Regions from separate parts of the Zea mays genome. Here region 2 is linked to region 1. The links are chromatin contacts, called in public Hi-C maps. All regions are on one chromosome and are shown on one strand. The core of a region is the stretch at or near the end of the contact, and the rest is flanking DNA. Distances in the headings are between cores, read along the strand shown.

Region 1 (4,061 bases), core at 109-2,608:
ACCTGTTCGTTGGCCTCGAAGTGTTTTTTTTTGTTGCAACGCCTACCAATCCGAACCGCTGGTACTACGGGAGACGAATGGTTGGTGCCTTGATGGCTCCAGCTCCAATTGAAATTGTCGGACTTCTGCCTTCATGGAGTCTCACCGCTGTCCTATATTGATTTGATGTACAGTTGACTATTGTTTGGAGGCTTGCCTGGTTGTTTGCCTTCTTTAAGACTGGTAGCAACGTTAGCCTGTATATTGCATCCCCTAAATACTAATTTAGAGATTCCTCCAAAAGAGTTTTCCCCTTAAATAAATTTTATCCGCAGCGGTATCCTGTACGGCGTATCCTCTATGTCATACGGGCCCATGCCCAGTCACGCAAACGAGAGGAGCCGGGAGCTAGGACTTGCCGGATGCTCCCTCGTCCTCCATATCTGCGGGATGGAGCCGCCCCCTGGATAATACGGAACGAAGTACCGGGTACCACTGCAGACGTTTTTTATTCTTAGATCCGGTATTCTACAGGTCCAGGACGACATACAGGCCACCGCTGCTACCAGTCTAAACTTTGGCGTTGTTTGTCTTCGGAATGGATTTAGATACTTATTCATGTTAAATTGTCTTTATTCGAATGCGAGCAAATAGGATATAAAATTTGTTATGTAAATTTATATTTTTGTTTTTTATATTGAGTTTATTGAGATTCATAAAAAGTAATTTTCAAATTCGTTCTATATATTTTTTAAATAATTGATACAAATTTCGGATATGAATGTGATTCGGATTTAGATGTTTTTCACTTTTTTTTCTTGTATGGGAAAATAATGTAAAAAAACATTGTGCACAGGTTTATTCTTGTCCTTAAATAATATGCTTGACAATATGACTAAAGTTTATTAAATTATATATATATATATATGTTAAAATATTAAATTTATTAAATAATTCGGATATTTAGGACCGATTCGCCTGTGCCCCACGTGAGCCGCAACAGGTCGTAGGTCGGGCTGAGGCGCATGTTCTCGACGACAGCGACACGAAGCAATTATGATTTATCTTTTGGCTCGCGCGTGGTCGTGTCAATATAGCTAGCGTTTTGGTAGGATTTGTCGATTTGATCAGACAGCTCACATATGTTATCTTTAAAAACAGATTTAAAAAGGCTAGAAAAACATGTCTGATCAAAAGTCAAGAATTAAGTAGTCCTTCAGCCTACAGAAGAGAACGCCAGTTCGTCTAAAGGCTTTTCCTTCGATACAACGTGGCTTGAGCCAAAATGCCTGAGACCCAAAACATATCACAGCGACTCGGCCCATAGAATCAGGCCCGACAGTATTTTCAGGGCGGGCTTGTTCTATTGGACACAAGTTGTTATCCTCCCCTACACCCACACACCGTGCTTGCATTCATTAGCCTTGTTAGTTGCGGTACGGACGTCGCTATACCTTTCAGGCCGCAACAGACACCGCAGGAGGAAACAAGCAGGGAATCACTGGGCCATACGATACACAGGGGGAAAGGCGATAGCGATGATGACACTGCGATCCGAGTAGTCCACTGCACATACTAGCACGTTGCGAGTTCCGACAATACGCAGCAGTACGATCCGAATGGACGCAGCCACAACGACAATGTATAGCAGACGTCTTTATCAAAACTCGAAAGAATAGGGGGGAAAGGACAACGCTACTGCATAGAAGTAGCAGCCATCAGCAACGGCCAAGCAGTATCTGTGTCGATCCGATTCGAAGATGGACGAGGGAATCAGGTTCGTCACCGCATCCATCTCAATCGGTAGTGTCCTTCTGTGAACAATGCGGACCCGTGTTTCTTATGTGAAAATAAACTTGTTCCTATAAAAATTTATGTATGGTTTCTCTGGAATTCATCAGCCTGTTTGGTTTCCGATGCCTAGGGATGAAAACGATCGGAAACACCGGTGTCGGCGTTTCGAAACCCGGGGGTCCCTGGACCGACAAGTAAACTGTCGCCGCGTGCCCCAGCCCAGATGGGTCAGCGCGAGACGGAGCGCGAAGGGGGAGGCAGCCGAAGAGGAGACGGGTGTGAGAGGTAGAAATCCCGCGGCCTTCGTGTTTGTCCCGCGCCCAGGTCGGGTGCGCTTGCAGTAGGGGGTTACAAGCGTCCACGCGGGAGAGAGCGAGCGGCCTCACGCGAGCGCCCGTCCCGTCCTTCCCCGCGCGGCCAACCCTCTGTAAGAGGGCCCTGATCCTTCCTTTTATAGGCGCAAGGAAAGGATCCAGGTGTACAATGGGGGTGTAGCAGTGTGCTAACATGTCTAGCGGAGGAGAGCTAGCGCCCTAAGTACATGCCATCGTGGCAGCCGGAGAGGTTTTGGCACCCGGTTCGTGTGGTGTCGTGCCCGTCGGAGGAGCGCCGGAGCCTGGCGGAAGGACAGCTGTCGGGGCTGTCGAGTCCTTGCTGACGTCCTCTTGCTTCCGTAAGGGGGCTGAGAGCCGCCGTCGTCATAGAGCGTGCGGGGCGCCATCATTACTTGTCTGGCGGAGCGAGCCAGATGGGACGCCGATCTTGTTCCCCGTAGCCTGAGTCAGCTTGGGGTAGGGTAATGATGGCGCCTCCTGTTGACGTGGTCGGTTCGTGCCCTGGGTTGGGCGATGTGGAGGCTCCTCCGAGGTCGAGGTCGAGTCTGTCTTCCGAGGCTGAGGTCGAGTCCGAGCCCCTGGGTCGGGCGAGGCGGAGACCGTCGGCTAAGGCCAGGGCTGAGTCCGAGCCCTAGGGTCGGGCGAAGCGGAGTTTCCTATGGCGCCTGAGGCCGGGCCTGGCTGCTGTCAGCCTCACTCTGTCGAGCGGCACAACAGTCGGAGTGGCGCAGGCGACGCTGTCCTCTTGTCAGACCGGTCAGTGGAGCGGCGAAGTGACTACGGTCACTTGGCTCTGTCGACTGGAGGGCGTGCGTCAGGATAAAGGTGTCAGGCCACCTTCACATTAAATGCCCCTGCGATTTGGTCGGTTGGCGCAGCGATTTGGCCAAGGTTGCTTCTTGGTGAAGGCTGGGCCTCGGGCGAGCCGAAAGTATGTCCGTTGCTGGAGGGGGCCTCGGGCGAGACGTAGATCCTCCGGGGTCGGCTGCCCTTGCCCGAGGCTGGGCCCGGTGAGGCGTGATCGAGTCCCTCGAATGGACCGATCCTTGACTTAGTCGCACCCATCAAGCCTTCGCAGCTTTGTGCTGATGGGGGTTACCAGCTGAGAATTAGGAGCCTTGAGGGTACCCCTAATTATGGTCCCCGACAACCGGTAAACACTAAAACCATTACCATTTTCATATTTTTTTATCAGAAACAAAATCGAAAACGGTAACTTCGGAAACAGAAACGATATCGGTATTTCGGAAACATCGAAAACGACAGTTCGGTGCGGAAAATACACCGGTAACGGATCGAAATCTAAAATACGATCGGTAAACATATCAAACTTCACATTACAACAAAGTTGACAAAAGATCACAAAGACCACAAGTTCACAATTCATGATACAACAAATTCACAATATAACAAGTTCACAAGGATCACAAATTTATAATATAAAAAGTTTACAAATATCACAAGTTCACAATATAACAAGTTCACAGCATAACAAGTTCATAAAGACCACAAGTTCACAGACTCAAAGTTCACAATTTACAATATCCACTCGATTTAGCTGACATGACATGCTTACTCATGAAATATTTTTCCTCACATAAAGGGTTCTTTCACAGTCTCACAGGAAAACCCTAAAATCTAGTGTGTGGAAAAGACAGACTATCGGCTCTCTATCATTATATATTACTAATACATAACATATGCATAGAAAATGGTGGATTCATTCGAGAGACCAAATCATTAATCTCAACTGTCTTCCAACACCATCTATCCCCCAAAAAATCTTAAAGCGTCCAGAAAATACAAAATAAGTAATCCTTATCCAGAGACGTACAGGCGATGCGAAAAAATCACATGCTGGAAAATTCCGAAAAAAAAATCTGAGACACAATTCCGGAAAATTCCGAGAGACAAATCTGGTAATTTCCGACAAAAACCGGTAACCGAAGGAAA
Region 2 (4,103 bases), core at 3-2,502, 210 kb after region 1:
GTAGTGCTGGCCCGACCCGACACGATTTTTTTTATTTTACAAACAATCATATATACATATGTACAATTTATATTCATTATTATAAACACCTGAGCATAATGTTCTACTGGTTAGACAACTTTGTCTAGTGTCTTCCACCCTTCTTCCATCAAGGTGTGAGTTCAAACCCTAACTCTTGCATCGCTTTTTAACATAACCCACCCCTATACCGTTTTTAACATTTTACGCTGAGTTAATTTAGAAGAAATGTAGGGAGTTTTTTGTAAAAAGATGACAGTTGAAACTGGTGTTTTAAGTATAGTAGAGATTAACATAACCCACCTCCTGCACCGTTTTTAATATTTTATGCTGAGTTAATTTAGCGAGTTTTTTATGAAAAGATGACCGTTAAAACTGGTGTTTTAAGTATAGTAGAGATCTACGTATGACTCAAAACTTAAAAGTTTGGATTAATTTGATCCTATGCGGTTTTTCACAGGTGCGATCAAAAGTTCGGAACCGACCCCATCTCTAAGTAGGGCAACAGCAACATATTTTTCTTCTTTTGGTTTTGTTTTTCCTTCTTTTGTTTAAACAATTTATATAACTGAATGACTAAGATTATCTCTAAGATACTCTTTATTTAGACTTTCTATTTAACTTTTTATTTATCTCTCTATAAAATTTATATAATATTTTATTCGAACAGACTCTTCAACATACAAGTTTGTTTGGATAGTGAGATTTGTTAGCCAAGTTTGGTTAGTGAATAAGTTAATTTAGAGAGCCGGATAGATTGATAAGTTAAATAGTTAATCTGTTGTAGAACTATTTTACTATTAAGTAGCTAAAATTTAGCTTAACAAGCTATTTAGCTAGTATTTTCTATCGTGGTGTGAGATAATCTTGGTAGCATATTATATACTTTTATGCGGGATTCCAGAGCATTGTAAACGGAGCGGTTTTCGGTGCACAGTGTGAGTGACGACTGACGAAAGTCACGAAACCTCTGGAGCGGCGGATAGCGGCTGGGGTAGAGACTAGAGAGTGGGGTTTCCACGCGGCGCGCAAGAGACAGCTCGAGGAGAAGAAGAGAAGAAGGCGGAAGAAAGCAACAAGAATTGGAGTTTGAGAAAAAAAAATGAAATTAATAAGGGAATGTGCAAGAGGGTACGAGTAGGTAAAAGCAAGAATCAGGTTGGAGAAAAGTGGTTTTACGCTGCAACAGGATCTTCTGTGGCTTTTAAGGGGGACTGGGGGAGCTACCGAGCACAGTGCAGAGGTCAGACCGTCAGAGGGAGTTGCTGGTGCAGTGGTGCGGGGGAGATCATCAGATCAGAGGGGTGTCTCCATGGCCGACAATGAGGGGACCCTGGACGCCGTCCTCAAGGAGGCCGTCGACTTGGTAACTGCTGGCCTTCCTCTTGTTGGGGTTGGGACGGTTCTTGGTGGGACAACGCTGCCGTTGGGCATATTTGCTGGTTCTTGGATTTCTTGGTTATTGCGTTGGTGTACAATCCTTCTGTTATACTATGTTCTCGGATTCCTGCGTTAGTACTTCGTTGCTTACTCATGGGTTGCATGGAAATGTAAGAGGCTTGGGTTGCTAGTCCTTGTTCTGCTGGTGCGCTGGGAGGCAGAATCGGGATGATTTCTACCTCCGTTCTTTTCTATTTACCGCTCGCTAGTTTATTTTTGAACTAAACTACCACAAATAAATAAGGAGGAAGTATATGTGAATATCATTATCAGAATTCTAGGTGACGACCCTGTAATAAGGTTCTTTATTGCTCTTTTCCATGTTCTTGCCACACATTCTGATCTTGACATCCTTTTGCTTCTATGAATAAGTTAGCATCTTTCTTTTCTACTCTCTTCTGATCATGATATCCCTTTGCTTGATGATTGTTGGCAATGGCATCTACCATCTTGCTTAATTATTTCCGTCATCCCATTTTTCTATTTGGTTAAATAATCTGCATGCAAGTTTTGTTCTATCGGCAATCGTACCTTGGACCCTTGGTTTGGTTGGTAGCAATAGCGGGTTGCAAATGGGCACTTAGCATTATAGTTTCTCTCGTTTATTTTGATGTGCGTCATGGTGATCAAATTGTCTGCCCTTTTCCCCAGATAACAGAATTTGTTCGTTTTATTACAATTATTTTGTAGGAGAACATCCCACTTGAGGAAGTTTTTGAGAATCTGAGATGCAGTCGTGGGGGGCTCACTTCCGAGCAGGCGCAGCAACGCCTGCAATTATTTGGCCCCAACAAGCTCGAAGAGAAGGAGGTCAGGTTTTTCTAGTCCCTTTGCATTCGGTCTTCTTGGGAAAGATTCTGTTCTTCCAGATTGTCGGAGTGATTAGCATGATTATTCACTTCTCTATGTAGCTGCTTCATATGTCACATTCAGTTAAACTGGCCATGGCTGCAGGAGAGCAAATTTCTCAAGTTTCTGGGATTCATGTGGAACCCACTGTCATGGGTCATGGAGGCTGCAGCTATCATGGCCATCGCACTGGCCAATGGTGGGGTAAGAAATATTGTTAAAAATCCAATTAAGGTCTTTCTATCTCACGTGGATTGGATGAGATTGAAAAAAAAATATAAAAGATTTTGACTTGTTTGGGATTTTAAAACCACTCAATCCACATGGATTGAGAGCAAAACAAACAAGCCATAAGTTTGTTATTGCCTTTTGTTTTTAGTGACTGGCGATGATATATTCGCTGTCATCAGGGAAAGCCACCAGACTGGCAGGATTTCGTTGGTATCATCACACTGCTGCTTATCAACTCAACTATCAGTTTCATAGAGGAAAATAATGCTGGGAATGCTGCTGCTGCGCTTATGGCCCGCCTTGCGCCGAAAGCCAAGGTCCTTAATTATCCATTTAGTCTTACATTTCACTGTATTTTCCATGCATCATCTTTGCAGTGCCTATTTGAAATTGGAACCGATGTTTCTTGCTGGTGGCTAGGTGCTTCGTGATGGCCGTTGGGCCGAGGAAGAGGCAGCCGTCCTTGTGCCTGGGGATGTAATCAGCATTAAACTTGGAGATATCATCCCTGCAGATGCTCGGCTCCTTGATGGAGATCCCTTGAAGATCGATCAGGTCCTTATGCCTGACATTTAGTCACTTTCACACTTTATCTCTTGATCTCACATTTTTTGTCTCGTCTCTTATTGTAGTCTTCGCTAACTGGAGAATCGTTGCCAGTCACCAAAGGTCCTGGTGATGGTGCCTACTCTGGTTCGACTGTCAAGCAGGGTGAAATTGAGGCTGTTGTGATAGCAACTGGTGTCCACACTTTCTTTGGGAAGGCTGCGCATCTTGTTGACTCCACGAATCAAGTTGGCCATTTCCAGAAGGCACGATTAAAATTTCTCATATACACTCATGCCTGATGTTATCTGTTTGAATCATCACTAAATTATTGTGTTAATTATCATGTGATGATTGATGCAGGTATTGACAGCCATTGGGAACTTTTGTATTTGTTCAATTGCTGTGGGGATGTTTGTTGAGATAATTGTCATGTACCCTATCCAGCATAGGGCGTATCGTCCTGGGATTGACAATCTTTTGGTGCTACTTATTGGAGGCATTCCCATAGCAATGCCTACAGTTTTGTCTGTGACCATGGCAATTGGGTCCCATCGCTTGGCTCAACAGGTTTGCATCTCTTTGATGACAGTGTTAACCAAGTGATGACCAGGACAGAAGGCCCAAAAACTTCTATATTATATACTTAATTGCATCTTGTTTTTTTTCCTGCAGGGAGCTATAACAAAAAGAATGACTGCAATTGAAGAGATGGCTGGTATGGATGTACTTTGTAGTGACAAAACTGGAACTCTGACTCTGAATAAACTCACAGTGGACAAGAACCTCATTGAGGTTAGACTTGAACAACCATCATTGGTCCTTTAAATCTGACCTTAAAACACTTATATATGCTTGGTTCAGGTTTTTGAAAGGGAAGTGACTCAAGACCAAGTAATTCTGATGGCTGCTAGAGCCTCCCGAATAGAAAATCAAGATGCTATTGATACTGCTATAGTTGGCATGCTAGCTGATCCAAAAGAGGTATAATACTTTTTGAATAGAGATGGAATAGGAAT

What was found. A called contact is a pair of places that touch in the nucleus more often than the background predicts.
Region 2: a contact with region 1 is called in a Hi-C map of tassel, with 2.1 times the contacts expected there. The contact joins the promoter of LOC100383411 here to the enhancer-like site in region 1. A contact is called at or near these places in 1 of 25 Hi-C or Micro-C datasets (tassel) and 1 of 3 datasets of contacts at active chromatin or transcription factors (leaf).

The regions. Positions count from the first base shown.
Region 1 is chr1:268,607,818-268,611,878 of Zm-B73-REFERENCE-NAM-5.0, forward strand. No RefSeq gene overlaps it. Among protein-coding and RNA genes, the nearest start is that of LOC100382366, 9.7 kb to the left of the region's middle. Within about 2 kb of position 1,359, at least 18 of the 20 cell types and tissues checked have an H3K27ac peak or open chromatin away from gene starts, as enhancers often do. A contact at or near this core is called in leaf and tassel, where this site is marked.
Region 2 is chr1:268,818,196-268,822,298 of Zm-B73-REFERENCE-NAM-5.0, forward strand. LOC100383411 reads left to right here and starts at 1,253. Exons shown (of 21, transcript NM_001362081.1): 1 at 1,253-1,384; 2 at 2,149-2,268; 3 at 2,413-2,511; 4 at 2,718-2,855; 5 at 2,959-3,093; 6 at 3,171-3,350; 7 at 3,448-3,654; 8 at 3,760-3,879; 9 at 3,949-4,068. The coding sequence starts at 1,331.